Regions from separate parts of the Mus musculus genome. Here region 1 is linked to region 2. The links are chromatin contacts, called in public HiChIP or PLAC-seq maps. All regions are on one chromosome and are shown on one strand. Each heading gives the region's core, a stretch centred on a gene start, on an enhancer-like site or on the middle of the called end of the contact. The rest is flanking DNA. Distances are from core to core; before and after follow the strand shown. Region 1 holds the start of Fcho2 (FCH domain only 2). Region 2 overlaps Fcho2 (FCH domain only 2).

Region 1 (3,705 bases), core at 1,057-3,556, 37 kb before region 2:
CCTGAATAGCATTGGTCATGGGAGAGGAGATTTATGGTTAGGGGGTCAGGGCTTAATATTAGATCATGATTAACAGAGTCACCTGTGTAGCTTTCCCTTTTTAAAATATATATTTATTTATTTCATGTATATGATTATATTGTAGCTATCTTCAGACACACCAGAAGAGGGCATCAGATCTCATTACAGATGGTTGTGAGCCACCATGTAATTGCTGGGAATTGAATTCATGACCTCTAGAAGAACAGTCAGTGCTCTTAACCACTGAGCCATCTCTCCAGCCCGTAGCTTTTCTTTTTAGAGGAAGTGTGTGTGAGTGTGTGTGTGTGTGTGTGTGTGTGTGTGTGTGTGTAAGAGAGAGAGAGACAGACAGACAGAGAGATAGACACACACAGAGATATGGTCATTTAACGCCTAGAATTTCAGGATCCTTTCTTTCTTTTTTTTTGTTTGTTTTGTTTTGTTTTGTTTTGTTTTCAGGTTTATTACAACAGCTCCAATTGGTGTTTGAAATTCATCGCAACTGTAGGCTGAGTGACCTGAAGGTTAGAGAGACTGCCAAGTCCAGAAGCTTCGGCATCTCCTTGGTGTCAGGATCCACCTCAGTGATCTCTTGATCTAGGGCTGAGACCTCAGGAACATAATTCTCCTCTCTCTCTCTCTCTCTCCCTCTCCCTCTCCCTCTCCCTCTCCCTCTCCCTCTCCCTCTCCCTCTCCCTCTCCCTCTCCCTCTCCCTCTCCCTCTCTCTCTCTCTCTCTCTCTCTCTCTCTCTCTCTCGCTCTGCAGCTTGATAGAGATGCCTCTCATAGGACCTCTCTGAATCTACTTCATCAGATGGGTCACATAGCCAGCTATCTTGTTCCGAAGTTTCTAGCTGGGGATAATGGAGGTCTCCTCCCACAGGCGCTTGTTACTGTGGAAGCCATTACCCAGGTGTGTGTAGTACTTCTCGATGATGACCTGGGCCGCCTTCTTCACAGTCTTGGTGTGAACTCGGCCCATGTTGGCGGGTCTCAGTAAAAAAAGGAAACTCGGGGATCCTCTCTCGCACTAAGCCTGGTGATATTAGGAATCCAGTACCAGCCGCTTTTGCAGGGTGAGCTTTCTTACTCCTTTTGTTAGAATTTTCTTCTATCTTAAGCACCAAGGATAGCATAACTGGGCTGATGGTTTACAAAACAAAAGCAAATATTTATTTTAAATGGAAGAGTTAACATATACAAGAAAAACAAAAACAAACAAACAAAGGAGAGATTGCTCAGTGGTTATGAGTATTAATGCTCTTGGAGAGGACCCTGATTCAATTCCAAAGTCCACATGGTGATTCACAACTTTCTGTATCTTCAGTTTCAGAGGATCCCACACGCTCTTCTGGTCTTATTGGGCACTAGGCACACACATGGAATTCATACCTAACATGCAGGCAAATCACTCATACACATAGACCTTTTAAAATAGTATATGGAAATAGCATCTTTCCATCATTCAACTACTTGTATGGCCAATCTTGTTCCTCCTATACCCTAGTCTTCTGCCCTGCTTCCACCAAATACTCCTGAGCAGATGCTAGATGTCTTAGCTTTACGTGAATATTTCTGAAAGATATTCTTATAAAGGCACAACCTTTGTCTGGTTATCTTTTGCTATCGACTATATAAAAGATACATGAAAAGTGTTTACATACATCGTTTGGGGAGGCAAATAATTTCCTTTGAAGAAAGTGCTACATTGTCCATGTTTGAAAACGATCTTAGGACGTGCGGTGTTCATACTGTAGTTAAAACTACACTAAATCATCTCTGGAGCTTGACTTCCAACTTGCAGATCTTTGACTTAGCTTAATGAACTTGGGACCTCTAAAGTTTTTTAAACTTTTGGAAAGAAAGGCATGGCGAGGGATTTCTTTTCCCCATCAGGCCGAAGCATGTTAAAACTTGTGTCCTTTCCTCCTGGGTGTACAAACTGGTAAGATTACCACCATGGGCTTTGTGAACAGGCCTGGAAGAGTCGCGTTTCGGGTCACGCCTGCTCTCGGCAGGCGGTCCAGGCCGGCTGGCTCCCTTGTGACCGACTGCACTGCCTGAGTCTTGCAGGCGACACTGGGCGTTCCCTCCCTTTCCGGCCTTGGACAGTTTTGTTTTGGATCTTACTTCCCAGTCAAGGAGAGGCTCCCTGTTGACCAAAGGTTTCCCAGTCTCCTTGGGGTGGCCGGCTGCCAAGTTTCCTTAGTCCCAGTCTGCCAGGACCTGGGACTGCTGGAGATCCTAGAAGGCCAGGACGCTGGACGCGAGGGGGCGTGGCCCTATTAGCTCCGCCCCCCGGGCCTGCGGGTAGCTCGACTCCCGCCAGCCCCGGAGGCTCGCGCAGACTAAGCTCTGTACCATTCCTTGCGAACGCTCGGACCCGGACAGGCTGCGCGCACGCGCACTCGGGAGCGACAGTCAGGCTCTCGCCCCGTGGTGGCGGCGGCCGCGCCTGCCGCTAGGTGGCGCATGCGCCCTAGAGGGCGCGGGCGGTCTCTGGGAAGAAGGCGGCGGCGGCGAGAGGCGGGGGCGCCGTAGGGGCCGGTCCGTGTTTACACAGCGGCGGGCGGGTGCGGACGCGGAACCCGGCGCGGCGGCGGCGGCGGCGGCGGCGGCGGCAAGATGGTCATGGCGCATTTCGTGGAGAATTTCTGGGTGAGCGGAGGGTGTTGGGGACGCCGCGGGCTTCGGTTTCTCCCCGCGGCCTGCGTGCGCGGCGGGCGGCGGCTCCTCGGGCGGCCGAGCGAGAGTCCACGGCCCCGGGGTTGCCCGGCCGAGCTCCCGCGGGCCACGGCTCTCCGGCCACCCGCCTCCTCCGGGTTGGCCACTGCGCGCGGCGCCCGGGCTGGCAGCGCGGCCCGGGAGTCTCGGCGGGGACTCCAGAGGGCCGGCGGCGCCGGGCGGGGACAAAGCGCCGACGGGGCGTGCGTGCGCGGCGTCCGGCGCGGGGAGCCGGGCACCCGGCTGGTCGGCTTCCCGCGGCGCAGGCCCGGGACCCCACGCAGAGTCCGTGCAGGGCCGAGCGGGCTCGGCACTTCCTCTTGGCCGCGCGGCTGGGCTGGTGGGGGCTGCGCCCAGGACTTTGCCTTCAGGCCTGCTCACAAAGCCCGTGGAAGTTGGGTTTCGTGGACCTTCCTCGGGCTCCCCACACCCCTCTAGTCTCCTCGCCGTGTGATTTCGTGCAGTTGCTGTTAGCCGATCGTGGCAAGTACGCTTCTGCCATGAACAGGAAAGTTACGTGTTTACTCAGGTATCTTGGCCGAACTTGGGTTTTCGTGGCCCGACAGTTGCAAATACGGCACCACTTTCATTTAGGTAAGGTGTTGAAAGGAGTCAGCTTTCAGTCATGCCAGCTACTGCTAGCTGAGATTCTTAATTCAGTCTCAAGCACGGGCTTGAATACAATCAGTTCATGGTTATTTGTTTTGAATGTTAATTCGCTTTTCGCAATCATCTGTACTCGGTGGTGTTTTTAAAGAGCGGTTTTATGCATGCACTTAAAGTGTATACTGTGAAGAGTTCCTCATTGTTTTTTTGCAAACATCACCACAGTCAATTTTAGAACAATTTCATAACCTCAGAAAAAATCCCTTACCGGTTAGGAGTCATTCCCAGTTTGCCCCTTGTCTCGGTCCCTAGGCAACCGATCTGCTTCTACAGTTCCGTCCTTTCTGGACCCGG
Region 2 (3,553 bases), core at 977-3,476:
GCCTGCCTGTGAATCCTGTTTCCCTAATTGGACTGCCTTGTCTGGCCTCAGTGGGAGAGGATGTACCTAGTCCTGTAGTGACTTGAGGTGCTAGAGTGGGTTGGTACCCAGGGGCAAACCTCCCCCTTCTAAGGTGAAGGTGAAGGGTCATGTGAGGAGTGGCCTGGGAAGAGAGGAGGGACTGTGATTGGGATGTAGAGTGAATAACTAAACAACTTCTTTTTTTTTTTAAATTAGGTGTTTTCTTATTTTACATTTCAAATGCATAAATAAACTTCTTAAAAAGGCTAAAGAAAAAAAAAAGGAATTGTATCTGAACTACACATTGAGTTAAATGTGGATTCATGATTCAAGATACTTCTGGTTGGGGTCCAGGAGAGATGGCTCAGTAGTTAAGAGCACTGGCTGCTTTTCAGAGGACCTGGGTTCAAGTCTCAGCACCCACCAGCATGTCAGCTCACAACTATCTATAACTCTTGTTCCAGGGGATCCGACACCTCTTTTGGCCTTTTAAGGCATGGCAGGCACATGGTGCACAGATACACAAGCAGGCAAAACACTCATACACAAAAAATAAACATGACACTTCTGAGTGAGTAGTTCAAAACCTACCTTATTTGGTAAAGCTGTTTTAAAAAAGGAATGAGCCAGGAGTGGTGGCGCATGCCTTTAATCCCAGCACTCGGGAGGCAGAGGCAGGCGGATTTCTGAGTTCAAGGCCAGCCTGGTCTACAAAGTGAGTTCTAGGACAGCCAGGGCTATACAGAGAAACCCTGTCTCGAAAAAACAAAAACAAAAAAAACCCAAACAAACAAACAAACAAAAAAGAGCCAGGCATGGCGGTGCACGTCTTTAATCCCAGCACTCGGGAGGCAGAGGCAGGCGGATTTCTGAGTTCAAGGCCAATCTGGTCTACAGAGTGAGTTCCAGGGTAGCCAGGGCTACACAGAGAAACCCTGTCTCGAAAAACCAAAAAAAAAAAAAAAAGGAATGAAAACACACTTTTCCTTGGAAGAAGGGAGTCATCCATATGAAATTAACTATATGAGTCAGCTTTACTATATTTGGTTGTATTTGTTTATGATATAATATTTTGTTAATTTCTGACATTTAAGCTAAGGCCCATTTTTTTAAAAAATATTTTTTATTAGATGTATTTATTTTATGTAAGTATTTTGCCTGCATGTATGCATGTGTACCATGTACATGGTGCCTGCAGAGGTCAAAAGGAGGAACAGATCTGGACTTAGGGATGATTGTGAACCATCATGTGTGTGCTGGGAACTGAACCCTAGTCTACTGCAAGGTGATCCAGGGCTCTTGTAGAGCACCCTCCCAGTCAGCGCTGAGCCGTCTCTCCAGCCCCTGGGCCGTTCCTTCTATTAAGAACTTAGGAGAATCATCCTCCTATGGGATGTTCCTCAAGGCTCCCCCTTTAAAGGTTTTAGTATAGAATAGAGTTTATTCAGGGCATGGGGAGGGGAGGGGAGGGGAGGTAAGAGGGTAGTAGAGGGAGAGAGAGAGTAGAGAAGAGGCTGGCCATGAGCAAGCACATGGAGAGAGGGGGAAGGGAATGGGGTAGGATGAGGGGACAGAGCAGGAGCAAGAAGGAAGAGCAAGTGAGCAAGAGTAAAGGTTTAGTTTTACTTATGTGTATTCTGTGTGTTTATTGGTGTTAGCTGAAATAGTTCCTCTGGAACTAGAGTTACAGGCTTTTATGTCGTCTGACTTGGGTGCTGGAAACTGAACTTGGGCCTTGTGCAAAAGCAAGATGTGCTCTTCAGCACCGAATCATCTCTAGCCCGGATGTTCTTCCATTCTTAAAGATAGTTCAGGACCTTGCAATAGATATGTTATTAGCTTAGTCAGGGTGAATCACTTTACTTGTCATTCTCATCAATAAGATTGAAGTTTGGGAATTATTAGTACAATTCTTCTAACATAGTTTTGCCTTTATTGATATATTTTTTAACTGATTCACACAAACTATATAATCTTTATTAATGATCTTTGATCAGGTAACTCAGTGCTAATAAATTGGGCATTAATATGAGGAGAGATAATTTAATTTAGTTTGATAACAAAAAAAAAAAGGAAGTTTAGGTCCTTTCTTTAAAACTGATCTAATTTGACAAAAAAAAAAAAAAAGTGATCTCTGCAGTAGAACTGACAGTTGTATTTTAGGGAAGGAGAAAACACTCAAAGCTTGTGAGGTCGAAGTTTCCAAAATTCAAAGAGACTGCAGTATTTCAGTATTGCTCAAGTTTTGATCATGAGTTTTACAGAGCAAGAGCTAGCAGTAGTATTCTCCGGGAGATGCTATCATAACTGGGAAAGTTTCCTTCCCAACAGCATTCCAGCCTGCCACGCTCCCCAGGCATCTGGAGACCCAGGCCCTGGTGTGCGTGTCCTCCCAGCCCAGTGCATTCCCACTTCCCATGGAGAGCCGCTAAGATGCAGAACCTTTTAGACAGGCCAGGTTGTAGACTCGAGACTTACATGGTTAGGCTTGCTTTGCTAGCATCAGATTTTAGCTTTGGAAACTTTTCTCTACTTTTTGAAACACTGTTATCTTATGGGTCTCCTCAATTTTTTACAATCTTGATTGTAGAGTTTATCCTGTACTATATTTAGACTCTGGAAAAGTTTATATTTGCCAAAGATGATGGAATAACAAAAAGTTATTAGATTCATTTGTCTAGAAGTGTTTTAAACATAGTGCTCATTAGTTTAATTTAGTTACCTATATTGAAATGGTTTCTAAAATGTCTCTGGATTCCAGAGTTTATGTTTGTATGTGTTTATATATATTTTATAATCAAAACTTTTATATTTCAAACCCAGAAATTTCAAGATATTGAAGAAACTCACCTCATTCACATAAAGGAAATTATCGGATCCTTGTCAAATGCTGTCAAGGAGATCCACTTACAGATCGGCCAGGTAACGTTTCCACTTTATGTTGAAGTGGTTCATGAAATTTTCATGTTCACTTATAGCTCTTTATTAAGTCTTTTACCACTTTGTTTGGAAATCATACATATAATAATTATTTCAGATGAAAAATAAGTATTTACATTTTTAATTGATTGCCAAACATATTTTTTAAATTATCATTATGATTTTTGTGTGTATTTGGTTGCTTTCCATCTTTTTAAAAATAAATTTATTATGTATACAGCATTGTGCTTGTGTGTATGCCTGCAGGCCATAAGAGGGCACTAGATCTCATCATAGGTGGTTATAAACCACCAAGTGGTTGCTGGGAGTTGAACTCGGAACCTCTGGAAGAGCAGCCTCTGAACTATCTCACCTGTCCCCATTATTTGTTTTTGTTTTTTTTTAAATTTTATTTATTTAATGTATGAGTACTCTGATCCTCTTATAGATGGTAGTGAGCCACCATGTGGTTGCTGGGACTTGAACTCAGGATCTCTGGTAGAGCAGTCAGTGCTCTTCTTAACCGCTGAGTCAGCTCATCAGCCCATCCTATTTGTTTCTTCGAGACAGGGTTTCTCTATGTAGTTCTGGCTGTCCTAGAACTCACTCTGTA

What was found. HiChIP or PLAC-seq counts read pairs in DNA pulled down with a chosen protein or histone mark.
Region 1: an H3K4me3 HiChIP or PLAC-seq map of bone marrow-derived macrophages shows a contact between it and region 2, with 2.5 times the contacts expected there. The contact joins the promoter of Fcho2 here to the enhancer-like site in region 2. A contact is called at or near these places in 11 of 39 promoter capture datasets (the 3T3-L1 cell line, 3T3-L1-derived adipocytes, the HPC-7 cell line and 5 more), 7 of 484 Hi-C or Micro-C datasets (the HPC-7 cell line, cranial neural crest, female germline stem cell-derived STRA8 germ cells and 4 more), 6 of 115 datasets of contacts at active chromatin or transcription factors (the SCID.adh cell line, bone marrow-derived macrophages, embryonic stem cells and 1 more) and 3 of 9 other capture datasets (adipose tissue, liver and pancreatic islet).

The regions. Positions count from the first base shown.
Region 1 is chr13:98,814,050-98,817,754 of GRCm38.p6, reverse strand. It overlaps Fcho2 (FCH domain only 2), which reads left to right and starts at 2,306. Exons shown (of 26, transcript NM_172591.3): 1 at 2,306-2,679. The coding sequence starts at 2,647. It overlaps Gm34995 (a long non-coding RNA gene), which reads right to left and starts at 1,774. Exons shown (of 3, transcript XR_382806.4): 1 at 1,686-1,774. It also overlaps the pseudogene Gm18134.
Region 2 is chr13:98,776,779-98,780,331 of GRCm38.p6, reverse strand. It overlaps Fcho2 (FCH domain only 2), which reads left to right. Exons shown (of 26, transcript NM_172591.3): 7 at 2,845-2,943. Among named protein-coding and RNA genes, the nearest start is that of Fcho2, 37 kb to the left of the region's middle. Within about 2 kb of position 2,226, at least 4 of the 459 cell types and tissues checked have an H3K27ac peak or open chromatin away from gene starts, as enhancers often do. A contact at or near this core is called in bone marrow-derived macrophages, where this site is marked.